Regions from separate parts of the Mustela erminea genome. Here region 1 is linked to region 2. Evidence: chromatin contacts called from public Hi-C data. All regions are on one chromosome and are shown on one strand. The core of a region is the stretch at or near the end of the contact, and the rest is flanking DNA. Distances in the headings are between cores, read along the strand shown. Region 1 holds the start of INCENP (inner centromere protein). Region 2 holds the start of TMEM258 (transmembrane protein 258).

The links. A called contact is a pair of places that touch in the nucleus more often than the background predicts.
Region 1: a contact with region 2 is called in a Hi-C map of fibroblasts, with 9 times the contacts expected there. The contact joins the promoter of INCENP here to the promoter of TMEM258 in region 2. A contact is called at or near these places in 3 of 3 Hi-C or Micro-C datasets (fibroblasts, skeletal muscle and spleen).

Annotation. Positions count from the first base shown.
Region 1 is chr9:104,741,831-104,745,772 of mMusErm1.Pri, reverse strand. It overlaps INCENP (inner centromere protein), which reads right to left and starts at 1,931. Exons shown (of 19, transcript XM_032358467.1): 1 at 1,639-1,931.
Region 2 is chr9:104,460,322-104,464,536 of mMusErm1.Pri, reverse strand. It overlaps TMEM258 (transmembrane protein 258), which reads left to right and starts at 1,436. Exons shown (of 4, transcript XM_032356950.1): 1 at 1,436-1,555; 2 at 3,060-3,169; 3 at 3,752-3,888. The coding sequence starts at 1,553. The coding sequence ends at 3,878. It overlaps FEN1 (flap endonuclease 1), which reads right to left and starts at 1,310. Exons shown (of 2, transcript XM_032356948.1): 1 at 1,104-1,310.

The sequences.
Region 1 (3,942 bases), core at 682-3,181, 280 kb before region 2:
GAGCAATTTGGTCTTTTGTGGTTCCGTGTGAACTTTGGGATTATTTTTCCTATTTCTATCAAGAATGCCATTGAAACTTGGTAGAAATTGCACTGAACCTGTAGATTACCCCAGATAGAACAGACATTTAACAATACCAAGTATTCCCGGCCATGGGCACAGGATGTTTTTCCATTTCTTTACGTCTCTTTATTTCCTGTCGTCAAAGTTTAATCATTTCCAGTGCACCGGTCATTTACCTTTTTGGTAAGTGTACTCCTAAGCATTTAATTCTCTCTGTTGCTATTGAGAATTGTATTGTTTTCTTTCTTTTGAAATATTTATTTATTTATTTATTTGAGATTGAGAAAGAGAAAGGGGAGGAGTAAAGAGAGAGAGAGAGAGAGGATCCCAAGCGGACTCCCCACTGAACGCTGAGCCTGACCCAGGTCTCAATCTCAGGTCTGTGAGATCACAAAAGGAGAGGAAACCAAGAGTCATGTGTGACTTGACCATTCGTGCTCAAGAATTTTCTGGAGAGGGTTGCCTGGGTGGCTTAGTCGTTCAGCATCTGCTTTCAGCTCAGGTCATGATCCCAGGGTCCTGGGATGGAGCCCCGCATCAGGCTCTTTGCTCAGTGGGAAGTCTGCTTCTCCCTCTCTCACTCCTCTGCTGTGTTCCCTCTCTTGCTGTGTCTCTCTCTGTCAAATAAATAAAATCTTTAAAAATATATTTTAAGAAAAGCACATACAGGCCAAATCTAGGAGAATATAAAATAGGCTTCCTTAAAACTCTCAGAAAGTCTTTTTTCTTTCTTTCTTTCTTTTCTGTTTTCTTTTCTTTGTTTTTTTTACCGTCACTGTGGGAAGAGTTTCCCAATTTGATGCACAAAGACCGCCAGGCTGCATGTAACCTCCTCCCTACACTGAAACCCTCTGGGGTAGAAGCTATAGTCAAAGATACAACGTGGGCTCTGAATGACTACCGAAATCAAACAACCTTTGTTCTGTGTGCTGGGCAAGGAGTATCCTGATCTAGCATGTAAGGCCAAGCAAGGTGGTAACATTGGAGTCATGTCCACCTCTGCCTGGGCTTGGTTTTAACTGTGGTGCCTGGCTAGAGGATTTCTGACTTCTGGGACCAGAAATAATAATTGAGATGTGTGCAACCGCAATTATAAAGATGGAAGCTACACGGCCAGCCCCTTCTCTAAGTTAGGGAGTCCTTGGTGCACCCTAAGAATAAATAATAAATACATAAATTTTAAAAATATTTTTAAAATATTTAAAATTTACTAGCTTTATACATGTAAAATGAACTTTAAAACTTCAAGACGAATCAGGGTTTTAACATCTAACTTGAATAAACTAAATATTTTAACAAAATCCAGTCACTCTCGATTTACCTTTTGACGCACAAAGGCCACTCTCAAGGGCACCACCAGATTCTTCAAAGTTATTGTACAGGAATTACCAACAATCTTATCATCCAACTAGTATACCCGGGCTGAGCGCTGTTCTGTCCCAAAGATTCCAACCACCTCAGCTGTCCGTGGGTCAAAGCTCTGCATCTGCAACTCCGCGGGGCTTCAGCTCACGGCACCACCTCAGGAGAGAGAGACCAAGCAGTCCAGGGGCTCAATCCCAGATGTTTCCTTACATCAGTGATTACGCTCTGGCTCTTCCTTCGGTCCAAGGCGTAAAAAGAAGGGTCTCATTTGTGGAGGTCCATTTCTACCATTGTTTAAGACAGGTCTTGTCCCTTGCCCTGTTCCTTCATCGCGGCTGGTAGAGGAATTTGTCCTGTTCCTTCATCACAGCTGGTAGAGGAAGTCCTCTGTGATGTGTGTTTTATTTGGGGAGCCTCTGTATTGAGGTCGTAAAAAAACAAACAAAACAAACAAAAAAAACACTCTTTTTTGTTGCCGCCTTATGATAATGGCTGAAGGAAAGTTAATAAGAGAGTGTCTGTCTATTCATTTGCAGTGAATCGCTTCTCGGCCTTTTGGCTAAGATCAAGTGTATTCATTTGCAGTGAAAGATAAACCTCATCGGACTACAATCCTTGTGTATTATCTGTGCAGTCTTCCTGAGAAGCAAGGCACAGAGGGAAATAGCCCAAAACTCTTTCGCAAAGGATTTATTAATGAGGAACCATTGTCTTGAGCAGCCAGAATGAGCCTGGATATAATCATATGTTTCTTTCCCTGAAGCACAATGGAAGCCAGATGTAATCTGAAAGTTGTCCTGCTACTGGAATCGGCATGGGAAGGCGTGGGAGATGAATGAATCACAGCCTAATGGCATCAACCTGAGAGCTTGATGGGGAAAGTCTTACAGATGGGATTGGAAATGCATGAGGTCGTGGGGTGCCTGTCTGGCTCAGTTGTTGTAGCAAGTGACTCTTGATCTTGGGGTTGTAAGTTTGAGCCCCACTTTGGGTGTAGAGATTAGTTAAACTCTTTAAAAAAAAAAAAAAAAAGAGATGCACGAGGTCAGCCATACTCCTTATATCCATCTCCGCCTAAGAGAAATCCTTTCCTCTGGAACAGGAAATACTCAAAATTTGGTGACTATCACTCAGTATCTCCTGGGAGAGCCCTGGGAAAGGAAATGCTAGCATTTGCTGCTCAGACCTTCTTTCTGCATTGTTTGGGTGAATTCGAATTTCTCTGCTCCAACAAGTATCTTCGAGTTGACCTCACAATCCTGTTTCCTTTGTTTCAAGACCCGTAAGGAGCACCTCACCGTAACTCCAATGATTGAAGGTCTCATGTGCATTAATTCTTTGCTCCATTCCAAGTCTTCATCTCTTTTACAGACTCTCTTGTGTGGCTCTGGGCTGCCCTACCTCCTTTCTGGTGTTGGCCGAAGGAGATAGTGTTTAAGGTGTTCCTACTCACAATGACTAGTTGGACCACATTCCTTCCAGCTAATGATTCTGAAATGCTAAGTTCTGAAATGCTTAGAACATAGGTCCTGTTCACATTTTGAAATGTCACCATTCATGGGCTACTTGGGAGAAAAGGCAAGTTAACTTGGTTCTGCAGCTTCAACGTGTATTTGACCGACTGGAAAGGGCTCAGCAGGGAATGCTCTGCAAACCCTGCGTGAGTTTCCTGGGGCTTCAGTAACAAAGTCCCACAAACTGAGTGGCTCCTGTGACCAAAATGTATTGTCTCACCTTTCTAGGGGTCAGAGTGCAAGATCAAGGGGTTGGCAGGGCTGGTCCCTCCTGAGAGGGCTTGAAAGGAGAATCCGAGATGCTCTCCTGAAGGTTCTGGTGGTTGGCCCGTGGTCTTTGGGATACCCTAATCTCTGACTTCATGTTCCATGGCATTCTTCCGTGCTCTTGCTTTCTTAGGTCACATGACAGTGTCTGAGACATCCTCCAGCAACTGAAGTTTCAGGGGGAGGCAAACCTACATGGGGGGCTGCTATCTTTCTTTCGCAGCCACTGGTAATGGCAGTTCTCACCACGCATAAGGTCTACAGGGGGAGGTGGAGCCCAGGCAGCCGAATGGAGATGGAGTGTGATGCAATGGGACAAAAAACCCTGGGCCACGCTGAGTGACTTCAAGCCTCAACATTCCTATCGAAGTGAAGGAAGTGAAACAGGTGGCTTCTTCAGGTCCCTGCGGCTTATAAGGCGAATTCTTGGAGCATCTGGGGAATCCAGTCACAATCTCTGAATTTAGACATGAATGCCGTGTCAGTGTCCACTAGGAGGCAGTAGCTGTCTGTGTGTGGATCCAGGGCTCTTTGAATAGATGCCTCACCTTGACTTGATGTCCGTTCGTGAAAAAAGAAAAAAGAAGGGGTCAGATAAGGAATCTCTTTTTAGTTTTCCCCTCAATACCAAACTACTCTAGAAGAACGACTTGTAAGTCACAGCCTTGGCAATAAGAAAAACTGTGTGTTCTCTTGCTTTCTGCATCAGACTGAATTTCCCCAGAACTGATCC
Region 2 (4,215 bases), core at 187-2,686:
GTTAAGCAGCTGCCTTCGGCTCAGGTCATGATCCCAGCGTCCTGGGATCGAGTCCCACATCGGGCTCCTTGCTCTGCAGGGAGCCTGCTTCTCCCTCTGACTCTGCCTTCCACTCTGTCTGCCTGTGCTCGCTCTCACTCGCTCTCTCTCTGACAAATAAAAAATAAAAAAATAAAAAAATAAAAAAAATAAAAAATAAAATAAAGTCATCGTGTGGGGCACCTGAGTGGCTCAGTGGGTTAAACGAATGCCTTCAGCTCAGGTCATGATCTCAGAGTCCCCGGACAGAGCCCCCGCAGCCCCCGCAGCAGACTCCCTGCTCAGCAAGGAGTCTGTTTCTCCCTCGGACCCTCTCCCCTCTCGTGCTCTCTCTCTCTCTCTCTCAAATAAATAAATAAAATCTTAATAAATAAGTAAAGCCATCGTGTGTCCACCGGTGGCATGCGTCCAACACTCCAAGAAAGATGACACCAGACCTTTTCGCTGCTCCCACTTTTCAGGATTCTTTCTAAAGCATCATAAAGCTACAATCCCCGCTTCCACTTAAGTCCTAACACTCAACCTGGTGTCAAGATCCTCCGTGCTCTGCTTCCCAACCTACCTTCACAGTCCGGGAGAAGTCCTGCCCTTTCTCACTGCTGCTCAGCCGTGCCCTCCTCCCGCCATCCTCTGGCTCCTGCCATACACGGGGTGCCCGGAACCGTTCGTCCCGCAGAAGCCACTCGATCGTCGGGTCCCGCCTCAGGCCGGCTGCTTTGCTAGAAGGCTTACCGAGGGGTCCGTGCCTGCCGGCCGGCCAGCCCCCCGCAGCCCCCAACAGCGGCAGGCGGGAAAGGGGTCTAAACCAGTGAAGTCTCCAAAATGTTCCTCATCCAGGACCTTGGTCAAAATACCCAACGGCCCCATAGAGTGCAAGCTATCTCCCGCCTTCCACACATGAAGGGAGGTTAGGCGACCGGTCCGAGTCGCAGAGCGGGAAGGTGGCGGGCCCGCGCTCTGGCCTTCGCCCCGCGCGCGGCAGACGGCCCCCCGGCCCCCGCCCCAACACCCAGAGTGAGGGGGACCGCCCCCCGCCCTCGGACACGCTTCCCACGGGGTCTCACCTGGCCTTTGGAGCGTGAGGCCTCGACAGTAGCGCTGGGTCGGGTGCTGCCCAGGACGCTGCTCAGCCCCGCACCCACCTCAGCACCGCCGCGGATCCTGTCGCGCTCCGCCGTCTTCCAAAGCCCGCGCTCCCGTCACGTGACCGCCGCCGCGCACAGCCTCCTGGGAAGTGTGAGGTCGGGCCCGACCCCCTCGGCCAGTTTCCCTTGGGCCAAACAGTCCCGCCGGGGAGAGCGAACCCTCTCAGCGGCTCGGGGGGGTACCCTTGCCCCAGCTCCACAGCGGGCGCCCACAGGCCGTAGCCCCCTCTACGCCCTAACCCACAGGCCTACAAATCCCACAATGCCACTCGCGGGGGAGGCACTTCCTCTTCCGCAGGACAGTGCGCCTGCCCCTGCCGACGTGTTATTCCGGTGGCGGAGCGGCGGATGACCCCGTGCCTGGCAAGATGGTGAGGGGGTTGAGGGGCGTTCTGGACGGGGCTGTGAGGACCCCTTGGGGCCCTTTCCACACTCGGTTTCTCTCGCGAAGGCCTCAGACGCCCGAGATCCAGACAGCCGGAGGCTGCTGTATCCTCCGGCTTGGGCTTAGGGGCGGGAAGGGAAGCCCCTTGCCTGGGATTCGTTAGGCTGAGGTTTTGATCTCTTGACGTTTAAGGGGTGAGGCGTGTGAGGTGCATTGCTAATACCTTGAGCTTTTATCTCTGTCGCCTGTGATTAAGCTGTTATCTCTATGTGGAAACTTCTTCCTCCTGTTGAACTCCTACTCATCCTACGAGGCCCAGGGCAGATGTTCAACCTTCTTGGTGGTGGACGGCCGATTTGGCGGCTCTCTCCTGGGAGCTCCCACAGCCTCCGTACAGACCTCTTGCCACATGTCATGGACTTCTTTGTTATCTGCCACGCCTCCTAGTGACCACCATCTGACGTGCCTCTAGCTCTGGGATGATGTCTATTCATCTTTGTATTCCCAGTGCCAAACACAGGGCCTGCAATTGGAAGCCCAATGAATGGCAGCGATTGTCTTTATCATTTTTGGGGGGAGGGAGCCCATAAATGTTTACTGAATTGAATTCCAGTGTCTCCTAGAACAATGGGGTCAGTTTATTTCTCTAGAGTTGTTATGTTCTGGACATTAGGAGCGTTGGCTGGGGAGTGACAATGGAAGTCAACATTTGTACAGAACTTTACCGTTTACAGCCCTCCTTCACAAGCATTACCTCATAATCTTCCCTGTAAGCCTGGGAAGGAAACAAACACTTTTTGAACGACTACTCTATGCCAAGAAGTGAGCTAGTTGCTTTGACGTTTGTCATCTTTCTTAAATCATACACCAACTCTGTGAGTGGTGTTATTATAACTGTTTTACTGAGACTCGTGATATTCAGTAGAGCCAGATTATTAACTGAAGTCTTTCCTAGTAGAGCCTGAGATTCCATTAATAGCGTAGTGGGAAGAATACAGGTGTAGAAGTTGAGATTGGGTCCCAGCCCAGGCTCTGAATTACAGCAGAATTCTGAGCTTGGTGTCTACAGACATGGGTCCATAGAGTTTCTAAAATTACAGGCAAACTTTTTCTTGCTTGTGGTTTACCCCGGGTGGGGGTCCATACTTTTTATCACATTTTTTTCATAGTCATCAGTGGTCTCAAAAAATGTTAGGGACCACCGATGGATAGCCAATCAGTCACCTTCTGTGTCAGCCTCTGACTCTGAGCTGCCATTCCTCTCTCATATTGAAAAAGCAAAAGTTCCACCTTTAGTTTAAGATACCATTGATATCATTTCCAAATGGAATTGCTTGATGTTGGTTCTGGAGGACTTTTATATTTCCCAGGCAGGAACAGACCTTTAACAGTCCTAGAAGGAGGAGGCTCCTTGACGACCTCATACTCCCCCCACCTCAGATTGAAGTCCTGGGATTCTTTGATAGCTCTGATCTCATGCCGTCCCCTAGGAGCTCGAGGCCATGAGCAGATACACCAGCCCAGTGAACCCTGCTGTCTTCCCTCATCTGACCGTGGTGCTGTTGGCCATTGGCATGTTCTTTACGGCCTGGTTCTTCGTGTATCCTTTTACTGAGCAGCCAGTGAGGCCAGAACTAGCAATGTGGGGAAACTGAGGGAGAAACTGTGCTGGGTACATGCACGCTGCCGGTTTTGCTCTGGTGTGGGAATAGGGGGAAAGTAAGGAGGTTGGAGCAAAGCTGTTGATGTCCAAGGTCAGGTGCTGGCCTTATTTCCCAAGTTCAGGGGAGCTTACTTTGCTCTTCAGATTTCCAGGAAAGTGAACAGAAGACCTGGCTGGGCTGGAGGTTGGGGATAGGGGATCTGAAGTTGGAAAAGTGGCAAAAGAAGGGAATGCTCAGGTGGCAGGAGATCTGCAGACTAGTGTCAGTTCCACTGTCCGCTAGCTGTGTGACCTGGGGCAAGTGACCTAACCCCTCTGGGCCTGATTTTCTTCATGGCTGGTTGAGGGCTGGTATGAAGCAACAGAGTCAGGTCAGCTCTCAGGCCCCACTTCCTGGCTACCCTGAGTCAGGCAAGCCTTCTGGAAGGCTCACTGTGTACCTTTTTCCTGGCGCTGCACTGGCCGGGCTTCCTGTCCTACCCAGTCCATCCCTTTGCTTCTCCTTAATCACCCTGCCAGTTATGAGGTTACCTCCACCAAATACACACGGGATATCTACAAAGAGCTCCTCATCTCCTTGGTGGCCTCGCTCTTCATGGGTTTTGGAGTCCTCTTCCTGCTGCTCTGGGTTGGCATCTACGTATGAGCTCCCAAGGGTAAGAGCTGAGACAGGGTGGGCACTAGAGAAGTTTCCCACATCCCCATTAGCGGGGTCTTCGGGCCTGTGCAACACTTTGGTTAATGGTGACAGACTGCAGAGTGGAGAGGGATACCAGGCATGTGTGCCTCTTTCCCTGTCCCAAATGAGGATCTGTGCCCTGTGTTGTGATTCTAAGTTCTGCACACTGCCCAGGGCCTTGATCGGGCTTTGGGATATACTGTGTAGGGCTGAGGGCGCAGTCTTCCCCTGTTAGACATTTGCCTCCTTGTATGTCATACACCGCTGATCTGGTGAGGCTGCTTGGGAATGGATTAAAGGGGGT